Regions from separate parts of the Hordeum vulgare genome. Here region 2 is linked to region 1. A link is a contact called in public Hi-C data. All regions are on one chromosome and are shown on one strand. Each heading gives the region's core, a stretch centred on a gene start, on an enhancer-like site or on the middle of the called end of the contact. The rest is flanking DNA. Distances are from core to core; before and after follow the strand shown.

Evidence for each region. Hi-C and Micro-C count contacts between places; a contact is called where the count stands out from the background.
Region 2: a contact with region 1 is called in a Hi-C map of seedling, with 3 times the contacts expected there. The contact joins the promoter of LOC123443911 here to the promoter of LOC123443910 in region 1. A contact is called at or near these places in 2 of 6 Hi-C or Micro-C datasets (leaf and seedling) and 1 of 1 datasets of contacts at active chromatin or transcription factors (embryo).

Annotation. Positions count from the first base shown.
Region 1 is chr3H:377,543,931-377,550,059 of MorexV3_pseudomolecules_assembly, forward strand. It overlaps LOC123443910, which reads right to left and starts at 2,250. Exons shown (of 14, transcript XM_045120469.1): 1 at 1,583-2,250; 2 at 1,417-1,503; 3 at 191-300; 4 at 1-32. The coding sequence starts at 2,059.
Region 2 is chr3H:377,749,275-377,755,135 of MorexV3_pseudomolecules_assembly, forward strand. It overlaps LOC123443911 (uroporphyrinogen decarboxylase 1, chloroplastic), which reads right to left and starts at 3,674. Exons shown (of 5, transcript XM_045120470.1): 1 at 3,442-3,674; 2 at 2,970-3,358; 3 at 1,597-1,881; 4 at 728-963; 5 at 1-13. The coding sequence starts at 3,574.

The sequences.
Region 1 (6,129 bases), core at 1,000-3,499:
CTTCAATTGAGTTTACAAGCATGCCATCATAGCTGCAGAAATGCAAATAAACCTGATGAGGAAATTATTAGGATGTGAGGCTGAAGCGGTGAAGCCACATACTATTCTCACGGAAAAAATGTTACAGTATGAGACAACATGCAGTAAGTAATACAAGCAAATAACTGGCAAGATATACTTTAAACCTTACTCTAGCCAATCTATAGAAGTGAGTAACTTTGTGTCCACAGGTAAGATCTCAACTGGTATGCCAATAGTCCTCCAAATACTACTACATGGGCCATCCTCAAATGAGAAAACCTGCATTGACAATTTGCAAAGCGGATTAATAACAACATACAGACAGGGAGTTTATGACATTTCAATCGTGCGCGTCCATTTTGGTTTGGGTACTTGTGCGGTTCAATTTTTGTGCAAAAGACCATAGATACACACGATGATAAGAGAGACACAACTAATCTATGCCTCAGTACTTGGGTTTCGACTAGACATCTCGACTTGAATAGTTGGACTAGTCAAGCAACTTGTTGACTAGACGTGACCCAGCAAGCACAACTAGTGGCTAGACTAATTGTGCTCACGTTAGAACGAGCCCACTCCAATAGATATATACTTCCTAGTAAGCCCAAAGTATCAACCTAGCTCCCTCCGACAACCTAATACTGGTAGCAAGATGCTGTGCTGATTCAGCAAGTGGCCATGTATTTCTGGCTCCCACTCCCTTCAAATTTTGCAGTGTAGTTAACTACTAATGTGGTATATTTGTAGCAAGTATGGTCCACTAGTCTATGCATCGCACCTCGGCGACAAGACTCGACGCTTTGACTCATAAACTTAACACATGCAAAAGTTTCTGCAACATAATGATCATGCACAATACAAAGAAGACAAAACAATACAAATGAATAGTAGTACATATTTGATTTCAATAAAGATCCTATTTCATCTCTAAGTGCTCATGAACTAGCAGTAATCAAAATATCGAAAGTGTGCAAAGGTAGGAGGAGGGTTTGGGAGTTCAAGCATACCACAGTCCACAGGGTTCCATAAGACCATAACGCACATAGGGGTGATTAGGATACATATACGCAAGATATACTCCATTAGTCTAACAAAATACCACTAAGACTTGCAATGCATAAATTAGATTTGATTGTTGCCACGTTCGAAAGAGGTGCTGACAGTGATACCTCATGCTACCTCTCATGGAACTGCTATACTAGGAAGTGTGAACGTCGAAGTCAGAACTAAGAGATTAGTTGCATTACCGAATAGTACATCAGATACGGAATCTGAACTTGTTGTGTATACCATCAAGGAATATCACTTGTCGAAGCAAACCAACTAATGAACGAAACAATAAAGACACGGCAACACGCGTTCCAGTATTCAGAAGGAAGCAGTTGAGCCACGCACCTTCATTTCGTAGCCCATCGCCTCCAGCACAGAGGCTACGCTGATCATCTGAAGCTGCATTGCGTCGGGAGAGAGATCCCCAAACACCTAAACGAAGTGCAATGGAAAATCAGAACCAAAATCGCGAGAAAACAGAACCCAAGCACCATCCAGCTCAATAACTCACCAAGGCGAGGCGCGGCTTCCGGACCCCGACCCTCTTTACGGGTCTCCCGAGCTCCGCCAAGCTCTGAGCATCCTGACTCCGCTCCCTCGCCCACTTGTCCCGCAGCCTCGTGGGCTCGAACGTGAGGCCCTCGCCGGCCTCCAGCCCGCCGAGGCCGCGAGGCAGCACGGCTTCGGCCCGGCCCTGCCCCCCGCCCGCGCTGGCGCGTCGAGAAGGGAGCAGCATCGTCGGGTTCTCGACGACGACCGATCCGGGGAGGAAGGTGTACACGAGAATGGTGACGAAGAAGAAGGCGGCGGCGGTGCCGATCCACTGAAGGAAGTCCACCTTGTCGAACAGCAGGAACCGCGCGAGCCTGGATCTCATGCCTGGCCTCCGCGCCGCGCCCCCGCCGCCCGACGGGGCGCGCGGCACCGGGGCCGGCGCCGCCGCGCGCTTGTAGCTCCCCGACCCGGCGGCGCTGTCGAGGGAGCCCATCGGCACTCGTCCTAGGGTTTCGGGGCGGCCGCGCCGGTGGAGAGCATGGCGGGTGAGCGAGCGAGCGATTAGAAGCGGAGCAGTTGAGGGGAGCTGGGGACTGTGGAAGACTCGTGAGTCGTATTTAGCGAAGGAGGCGTTGCGTTGCGCTGCACCTGTTTCGTTCGTTTGGTCCGAGAGGGATGGGGGCGACTGGCGAGGACGAAGGGGCCTGGTGTGGTTTAAGGCGGAGCCGAGGCGGCGCTGGGACGTCGGATCGAAATCCGACCGACGGCGGGGTCTCGGGGGTTTAGCCTCGCGGAGCATGGGGCCGCGTGTTTCGGGAACCGGATGGAGTTACCACGTCTTGGGCTCCGTGTCATGCTGCTGCCACGCCGCCATGGGTGTTACAGGGAATGACAGGTGGGACGACTTCTTTCAGGGCCCGCCTGGCAGCCTCAAGGGTCAGCCGTTTATCGGGTGAGCTTCTACCTGTTTTGCAGTCTCTGGCGACATGTTTTTTCTCGTGCGCCGCAGTGCTACTTGCCTGGGATGGAAATAATTAATCAGAATATGAATGAAACCACTCGGGGAGAAAAGTGACAGGGAAAAGGGAGAGCGTTGATTCGTCCTTCGACCGTAAAGTCTGGGAACGGTGGGGCGGGGTACATGGTTGTTACCTCACCTGGGGAAGGGAGGGAGAGAACCGGGTGGCTCCGTGGCCGAAAGCTCCAGCCGTGGCGGCCACAAAGCGAGCGTTGCGTCCGGCCAAAGGAGAAATATGCCGCCCCGCTGCGGACGCAACGCAGCGCGTGTGTGCGGCTAGGGAATGTGTTGCGTAAACCGTGAGGACAACTAATGCTGTGTTTGGTTGAAGGGATGTTCTTCCAGAACGGGGATAAACACTTTTTTCTGTGGTTGTCATGCGTTTGGATCTGGGACGAGGAGGGATAGCGTCAACCAGATGCTGGGAATATTCTTTAAACAAAGGGATGTGGCCAACCGCCAAAAACGGACGGGCGGTGGCAACCACCCTGGGGCGGCCGACACGGCAGGGCGTGGGAGGCGGCCGGCGCGGGAGGGCGGCCGGCGCGGGTGGAGGCGGCCGGCACGGGTGGCGGCCGGCGCGGGTGGCGCAGGAGGAGGCCGACGCGGCAGGATTCCATCCTCCCAACCAAACAAAAAAAAGGATAAACTTACCCTACCAACCAAACAAAAAAGGGTTATATCCCCAGCCACCTGGTTGGGGATACCCACAACCACCCTAGCCTATCCCTCCAACCAAACACACCCTACAATGCGGCGTCGATTGTTTAAGGTTGGTTGTAATGGGAGTATCATATATTAGTATCGTGTATATGATACTAGTGTAGTATGATACTACACCCGTAATGCATAGTATCATATGTTACTTCCTCTGTCACGGTTTAGAAGGCATGCTTGAAAAATTTCTCGGATCAAGGTAGTCACCGATTGGTTGTGAGATGTAGCAGGTATAGATGCTAATGCGCCTAACCAACTGAAAAAATACTAGTATTAATGTGTGATCAGCAAATTGAGAGGGTGCATGCATGAATAGTACTAGTACTAATTAATATGAGTAATTGCTTTCGCGCCTTAAACCAGATCTATTTTGGAAACGCACGCAAGTCTAACTGTGCCTTCTAAACCGTGACGGAGGAAGTAGCATCATAGGATAGATTATTTATTGCCATGCATGACACATAGTAGCATAACATTTAATATGATACGGTATCATAATATGATACTCAACCCTCTCGTTCTTCATTTAATTCTATGCCACCTCATCAAAATTGCTTAGTTGACATGCATGATAATAGCTATGATACTACCATTACGACCAGCCTAAGTTGAGATCGATAGAAAACGCAGTCTAACGCGTCGACGCGAATAGATGTCGTAATCCATTTTTATTTAAATTTGGTTGGGTTTGCATCGGTGTGGACGCATTCGATGCTCGCCCTTGTTCTTTGACCCGCCCGTGGGTGACACACCTCACACCTCTCGCCACGTCACCCTCACTGTTGTCGTCCACTTCCCGTTGGTTGGATGTGTCTAGGCCGCCATCGCGTCCACGCTTTCCCCCCGTCTCCATGTCGCATCTGATGTCCGCTCTTGCCGGCATGTTGATGGCCTCTTTTCACGTCGTCATAACACCTTCATGGGAACACCACCCCCTCTCCTCCATGGCCGTCAGCCGCTCTCCACGTTCGGCTACCTCGCACCAAGGTTGCCCTCACTTCCACGGGCATGCTGCATGTACGGGAGGAGAGGCACGTGGCTCTTCACCGGCCGCTACTCCACCACGCCCATAAGGTGTTCGACATTTGTGTCGGCAATGTACCATGGATAGTTGGGATGGGTTCGTTTTCAATAACTTCATGTGTTAATGATGAGGATTTTGTGAATTCAATGTTGGAAATATGTCCTAGAGGCAATGATAATATAGTTATTATTATATTTCTTGTTTCAAGATAATCGTTTATTATCCATTCTATAATTGTATTGAATGAAAGCATAGATACATGTGTGGATACATAGACAAAACAATGTCCCTAGAAAGCCTCTAGTTGGCTAGCCAGTTGATCAAGGATGGTTTGATCAAGGATGGTCAAGGTTTTCTGACCATATGCAAGTGTTGTCACTTGATAACTAGATCACATCATTAGGAGAATCATGTGATGGACTAGACCCAAACTATAAACGTAGCATGTGATCGTGTCATTTTGTTGCTATTGTTTTCTGCGTGTCAAGTATTTATTCCTATGACCATGAGATCATATAACTCACTAACATCGGAGGAATACCATGTGTGTATCAAACGTCGCAACGTAACTGGCTGACTATAAAGGTGCTCTACAGGTATCTCCGAAGGTGTCCGTTGAGTTAGCATGGATCAAGACTAGGATTTGTCGCTCCGTGTGACGGAGAGGTATCCCGGGGCCCACTCGGTAATACAACATCACAACCAAGCCTTGCAAGCAATGTGACTAAGTGTAAGTCATGGGATCTTGTATTACAGAACGAGTAAAGAGATTTGTCGGTAACGAGATTGAAATAGGTATACGGATATCGACGATTGAATCTCGGGCAAGTAACATACCGAAGGACAAAGGGAATGACATACGGGATTATATGAATCCTTGACACTGAGGTTCAGCCGATAAGTTCTTCGGAGAATATGTAAGATCCAATATGGGCATCCAGGTCCCGCTATTGGATATTGACCGAGGAGTGTCTCGGGTCATGTCTACATAGTTCTCGAACCCGCATGGTCTGCACACTTAAGGTTCGATGATGTTTTAGTATAGTTGAGTTATGTGTGTGGTTACCGAATGTTGTTCGGAGTCTCGGATGAGATCACGGACGTCACGAGGGTTTCCGGAATGGTTCGGAAACGAAGATTGATATATAGGATGGTTTCATTTGGTCACCGAAAGGTTTCGGGCATTTCCGGCAGTGTACGGGGAGTGACGAATGGGTTCTGGGTATTCACCGGGAGGGGCCCACCCACCTGAAAGTGAGCCGAGTAACCCTAGGGTGACGCACCAACCCTTAGTGTGTTGGTGGAGCCAGCCCAAGAGGGCTATGGTGCCACAGGTAAAAAAATCAAAGGAAAAAAAGGAAAGAGGGAGGTGGGAAGGAAGAGGAGGACTCCTCCTTCCCCAAACCGAATTGGAGAAGGAGTCCTCCTCTCCCTTCGGTCGGCGCACCCTTGGGGTCCTTGAGCCCCAAGGCTAGCCCCTCCCCTCCTCCTATATATACTGGTGGTTTTAGGGCTTTTGAGACACAACTTTGCCACATGCAACTCAAACCTATACCACATAGTTTTACCTCTAGATCGGATTTTTGCGGAGCTCGGGCGGAGCCCTGCAGGAGTAGATCATCACCACCACCGGAGCGCCATCACGCTGTCGGAGAACTCGTCTACTTCTCTGTGTCTCTTGCTGGATCAAGAAGGCCGAGATCATCATCGAGCTATACGTGTGCTGAACGCGGAGGTGCCGTCCGTTCGGCGCTAGATCGGAACGGATCGTGGGACGACGGTGATTTGAATCACGAAGCTGTAC
Region 2 (5,861 bases), core at 2,424-4,923, 210 kb after region 1:
TGATTTCACAACCCTACATAGCACAACATGAGGGGAAATGATCATTAGCAATGCCTACAGATGTATTTTCAAAAATAATAAGTGGACTGTGTAACCCAGTTAGATCATCAACTGATACAAAGTCCTATGACATGATACAAACCCTAAGGACCTAAAATTGCAGCACTTAAGGTCAGAACTAATGTATCCCTGCCAAAAGGGAATGCAACATCCTGTGATCATCTGTTTAGTGTTTTACAACCAGAAGTTGGAAGACATTTAAAGATGAGCACAATAGCTTACTTGGTACGCAATTGAACGAATGCTTCAGAAATGAAATCAGTTGTACAAGCTGCCCAGTTGCACTGAGATGAACTAAGAAGGCCTTAATAGGACATACAACATAGGGTCAATGACAGTGGCGAAGCCTAGTTCAAGTTGTGTGGTGAATTGACCACACAACATTTTTGCAAAACCCTTAAGCACAAGTAAAATTAATGCAAAAGATAGTATAAATTTGCAGACACAAATGTATTTGGCATCACAAATTCAAATTGACATTACATGCTTGAGTTACTGGCACAACCACTGGTCGACGAGTGAAGACTTAACATGAATAACTGATGGCCAAACATATACGTAATACAAATGAAGAAGTTTGGTACGCCTCACTGATAAACTGTTCGGTGTGTATTTATATGAAAACTAAAAGAACATAAAATAAGCGCATGATGAAGTATTCACTAACCTATGGATTTCATCAGTCAATACTGGTAATGGTGAAAATAGATATGCTGGGTCCACATTCCCTTGTACACTAATTCCATCACCAATGCGCCTCCTTCCATCTGCCATATCCACTGTCCAGTCAAGCCCAATAACATCAACTCCTATGTCCTTCATGCGCTCAAGCAAGCCTCCATTTCCATTTATATACAGTACGAGTGGTATGTGAGGGCATTCTGTCTTAATCTTAGCCACAATCTGCCAATGAAATAGTTTCATAAAGATCTAAAGAACATAATCAACAGAACTCTTAACTCTTGCTAACCTTACAAACTATGAACTGAAAGGTTTAAGCTGAACTCCTTAGGTTGCATTAGATATTCATTTTAAAGTGATAGGGCTCAAAAGAATCACCATTTATGACCAAAATAAGTCATCAGTATGCACCAATGGTGTTTACCTCCTTGCAGATATGTAAAGTTAAGTATAACACAATACAGTATCCAAATGCATGTATACAAGAACATGTTGCTGACATGAACATGGTTTCCGACTGTTTGTATTGATTCTTGCATGCTCGCTGTGTTCCTTGTCGGATTATAGAAGAACTCACAATCATAACCATACAGTTTCCTATTGATTCTTGCATGCTCGTTGAGGGTATAATATACCAGCAGTTACAAAGAGTTTAAAGTAGCGCGTCATATCAGAAGTATTTGAGTATAAATACAAGGAAAGATATTTTACAATACACGTTGAACTTGGGAAGATAACACTGGCAATCATTAATGCTCTATTATACAGTGCAGCTCCAACCTGGTCGACACTAGACTACCAGCCACCATGTCATAAGAAAATAGATAAGAGCGAGAGAAACGAAAGAACAGGTACCTGTCTGATGTATGGTTTTGACCATTGCTCCCACACATGAGGTGGAAGTTGCCCACCCCAAGAATCAAATATCTGTATACACTGAGCACCAGAGTTTACTTGGTAAATGATATAGTCAGATATAGCTTCTGCGAGGTGAGAGAGAAGGCCCCTCAAGACATTTGGTGCTGTGTGGCACATGCGCTTTATATTTGTGTAAGTGTTGGTCATCCCTCCTTCAACAACATAAGTTGCAATTGTCCATGGGGCCCCCACGAATCCTAGCAAAGCAGCTTTTCCATCAATCTAGCAGGTAGTGGAAACAGAGGCGTATGAGAATCTGAAGAAAATCCAGTACAAGTGCATAGATAAAGCAGATTTAGTCCAATTCTTTATACAAAGGGCTACTTATAAACAGCTTATTAATGCTGATGAGAATATTATGTGATGAGTGTATAACGTTAAACATTTAAACTAGACCACTGTACGCACAAATTAAGTAATATATGGTGATCTTAGGATGTAATATGCAAATATCGTCATTCTCATGTTTGACCACAAGCTGCTGGAAGATTTAAATTGAACCAGAGATTTGAAATAAGCATTAGCATCACCATTTATTTCAAAGCATGTAAAGGAGGAAAGCATGTGGTAATAGCTATAATATACATAACCAATGTTTAGAATGCAAAAAAAAAGGCATCGGCATAAGCCTGCCAATTAACACCCAAATGCTTGGAAACCCAACAAGTTCCATAGTCTCCTTTCTTTTGCAGCTTCCAGTTCACATTCTCAATGTTGTGAATTGTGGGTATACGCTGGCTAAGCAGAATGCATCAGCTTTTTTCATCCACACATTACATGTCACTATTTCTTTCTGAGATTTATATCATCTAGCAGCCAGGCATAGAGGCAGAAATACTCCTGAAGCTACTAAATTACGCCATCGGTTTTGGTTTTACTGACTCTACACTGTGAGCTTGATGTCAACCATGCAGCCATTGGTCCAAATCACTTTAGTCAATAATAAAAACAAGGTGCAAGCAAATACCCATACTGTTCGTCACCTATTGGACCGACAGAATCACGACAAGTTCCGTGAGTTTACTGGCAATTCTCCTATGATACACTCTTCTATGAGTCACGATAACTGCACCACAATAGCTCTACTGCTCTAGTAACCAACAATTTCATCACATAGTACCATTTTCATAACGCAAAACCACACCACTACTTGACTCCTATGAAGCCTATACAAGGGCTCTAAACAGTGCTTGATAAACTGATATAGCTAGCATCAATTCACCACAGACCACCAATGCCAATTTATTACAACAAAAAACAATAGCAATTTTAATCCTTCATAGTTAAGCATACAAATGTATCGGCATTACCTCGCTGCGCAGAATCTTGAGCGACTCCCCAACGAACTGGAGCTTATCGAGATCTATGGGAACGAGCTCCCTGACCTGTTCCTCCGTCCGCACAGGCGACTGGATCACCGGCCCCTTGGATTCCGAGATATCAAACGGCACCCCGATGGCCGGCAGCGGCGTGAGTATGTCCGAGAATAGGATGACGCCGTCGGGTGCGAAGGCGTGCCAGGGCTGTAGCGTGATTTCGACGATGAGGTCGGTGGTCTCCGACCGCTCCCGGAACGAAGGGTGGCGCTTGGACAGCGCCTGGTACGACGCCATGTACCGCCCAGCCTGCCGCATCATCCACGCCGGCGGCCTGGGCAGCCCGTCCTCGCCCCTCGCCGCACGTATGAGCAGCGGTTCTTCTGGCGATGCAGTGGGTATTGGTCAGATTGGGGCGGAAATGTCGGGGAGGGATAATAAGGAGTACTAGGGCGGTTGGTTTTACCGGACGGGAGGGAGGCGGAGATAGCAGGGAGACGGCTACGCCGGCGGTGGGTGGAGGACGAGGAGGCAGGAGCCGCGGAGAGGAAGGCGGCGGCCGTGGCCGTAGCCGTAGCGGTAGTCGTCGGGGACATCATGTTGCTCGCGAGGTCGCGCTGCTTTGCTTATCTGATTTTGGGTTGGGAGTGGGAGTTTGGGTGCGATGGAGGCAGAACGGGGGCCCAACAGCTGACGAACGTCTCCCGGTGTGCAGGTTCAGCCTGCGCATTTGGGGCGTGTTTGGTTGGCTCCCACCTGGCTCGCACCTACTCCCTCCCTTCATAAATATAAGTTTTTTAAGATATTTCATTAGAAGTCTACATACGAAGCAAAATGAATGAATCTACATTCTAAAATATATCTGTATACATCCGTATGTAGTTCATTAATGAAACCCCTTTAAAGACTTATATTTAGGAACAGAGGGAGTAACATGTAACGCCAACTCCATCGCGCGACCCCAAATCATCCGAGTGTGTTCGTTTGAGGTAAAACGGACAAATAAACGATCCACCGCGTGGGAGCATACCCATTTTTATCATGTCTGTGTCCGTTTTTAACCTATTTCCAGACCAAAGTTGCTCTGGGTTTAGGGCCAAAGCGGACAGAAAACGTCCGCCTTCGCGTCCTCTTGTCCGCTTGTGTCCGCGTATGGCCCACATGTCACCCTCTCTCCTCATCTTCTCTCCCGTGACCACCATGCACGCCCGTGCTGTCCTCCGCCGCCGCACGCGCTGCCCTCGCCCCCACCTGTGGTGCTGCCGTCGCGGGGCGCGGGCGCGGGAGCGGCCGGATCTAACCAAGCTCTCAAGAAATAGGGTAGCAGCGTTGGTGGAAGGACTTTGTCCGGCCTCTGTCCGGCGTCCGCCGTCCGTTTTTTTATCCAACCGGACAAAATACGGACGAAACCGGGCGTCCCTTTGGAGTCGCGCGATGGAGTTGGCCTAAAATCCAGCCTGTTTGGTTCCATGCATATCCTTGGCCTGGCCCGACCGATGTAAAAGGAGGCCTCTCACCCAGGCTCACGGGAACGCCGGAATCGAGCGTTTCCCTCGTGCAAGCCCAACTGATGCAAATGGCGTGCACCCATAATGCACGCGTGGGGTAGCGCCTCACTCGCAGTCGTGGGGTCAGCGCGTTCCCTCACCTCTTTCCTCTCATTTCCTTCTGGTTCCCCTCTCGAGCTTTCATCTCACCTTTCGTCGTCGTCCTCAAATCAGTGACGGTGATGGTCGAATCCTCGTCGATCTCCCCGCTGACCTCGCTCCACCGTCCGCCATCAAACTCCGTCGCCATCGCTGCCTTCCCAATGGTCGTTGCTCTGGCAGATCCACACCCCATCCACTGTAGTGGGATGGGTGCCAGACGAAGTCCCACCGCCAACGGCACCTTCCAGACGCCCCTTGCTCTGCCAGATCGACATCCCATCCATCAGAGCGGGGTGGATGGTAGTCGGAGGCCCGGGAGGTGCCAGGTTGTCTCTGCATCGTCCCATCTAAACATCAGCAGGAGCCACCCAATGTCTCCCATGTTTGTGGGGGTCCTATGATTTGCTTATGGATGGCTCATGTGCTTTACATACTTGTTTCAGGTCTTGTATTTGGCATTCCTAATCTCGCAATCTTCATCTTGTTTTTGCTCTGAATGGTGACTTACAAAATCACAAAAAGAATGTTCACTTAAACACATGTCTTGTGTCTAAGTTGCAGTTTGAGACCGATCAACACGTCTAATGCATGGAATTAAGCTCTAATTCAACTTGATTTTTGGTTAAGATTTGTTTTACTTGTTTGAGGGTGGAGCTACCCACGCAACCAAACACACCCTTGGGATGCTTGGCTGCCAACCCACAAAAGTCGTTTATCGTTGACCCGCAAAAGTCATTTACAGTTCGTAGAAAAATGTTTTTGCGGGCCGGCGTGGACGGTGGCTGAGGAGATCCCACAAAACGGACCCGTATCTGCTCGATCGCCGTCCACGCCGGCCGGCAAATCTGTTATTTGCCTTTCAATTTCGAGCATGAAAAAACATTTATTTGCTTCTTTATTTTCTTCAAAGGCATGCAACCGCATCATTAGCCTCAATTATACTAAGGAGTGCACTAATATATATTAAGTTTCTTTCTATCAATAAATCGATGTATTCTTCTTTCCAATACCAAAATGAGCATCACCTTTCCTACACACATGAACACCTCAATAAGCTACCGAAATTTAACCAAATAAGTTGACAAAGTCGAACAGAAAGAAGAACATACCTCGTCGTTATTGCATTTGAAGAATACCCATCCGAGGTGTTGACGTGTACTAGATGTGAGCCGCATCACTGTCTCTATGCACTCGTCGCACTGTATGAGCGGCATCGGCAAGCCGGCGAGCTGCTCCG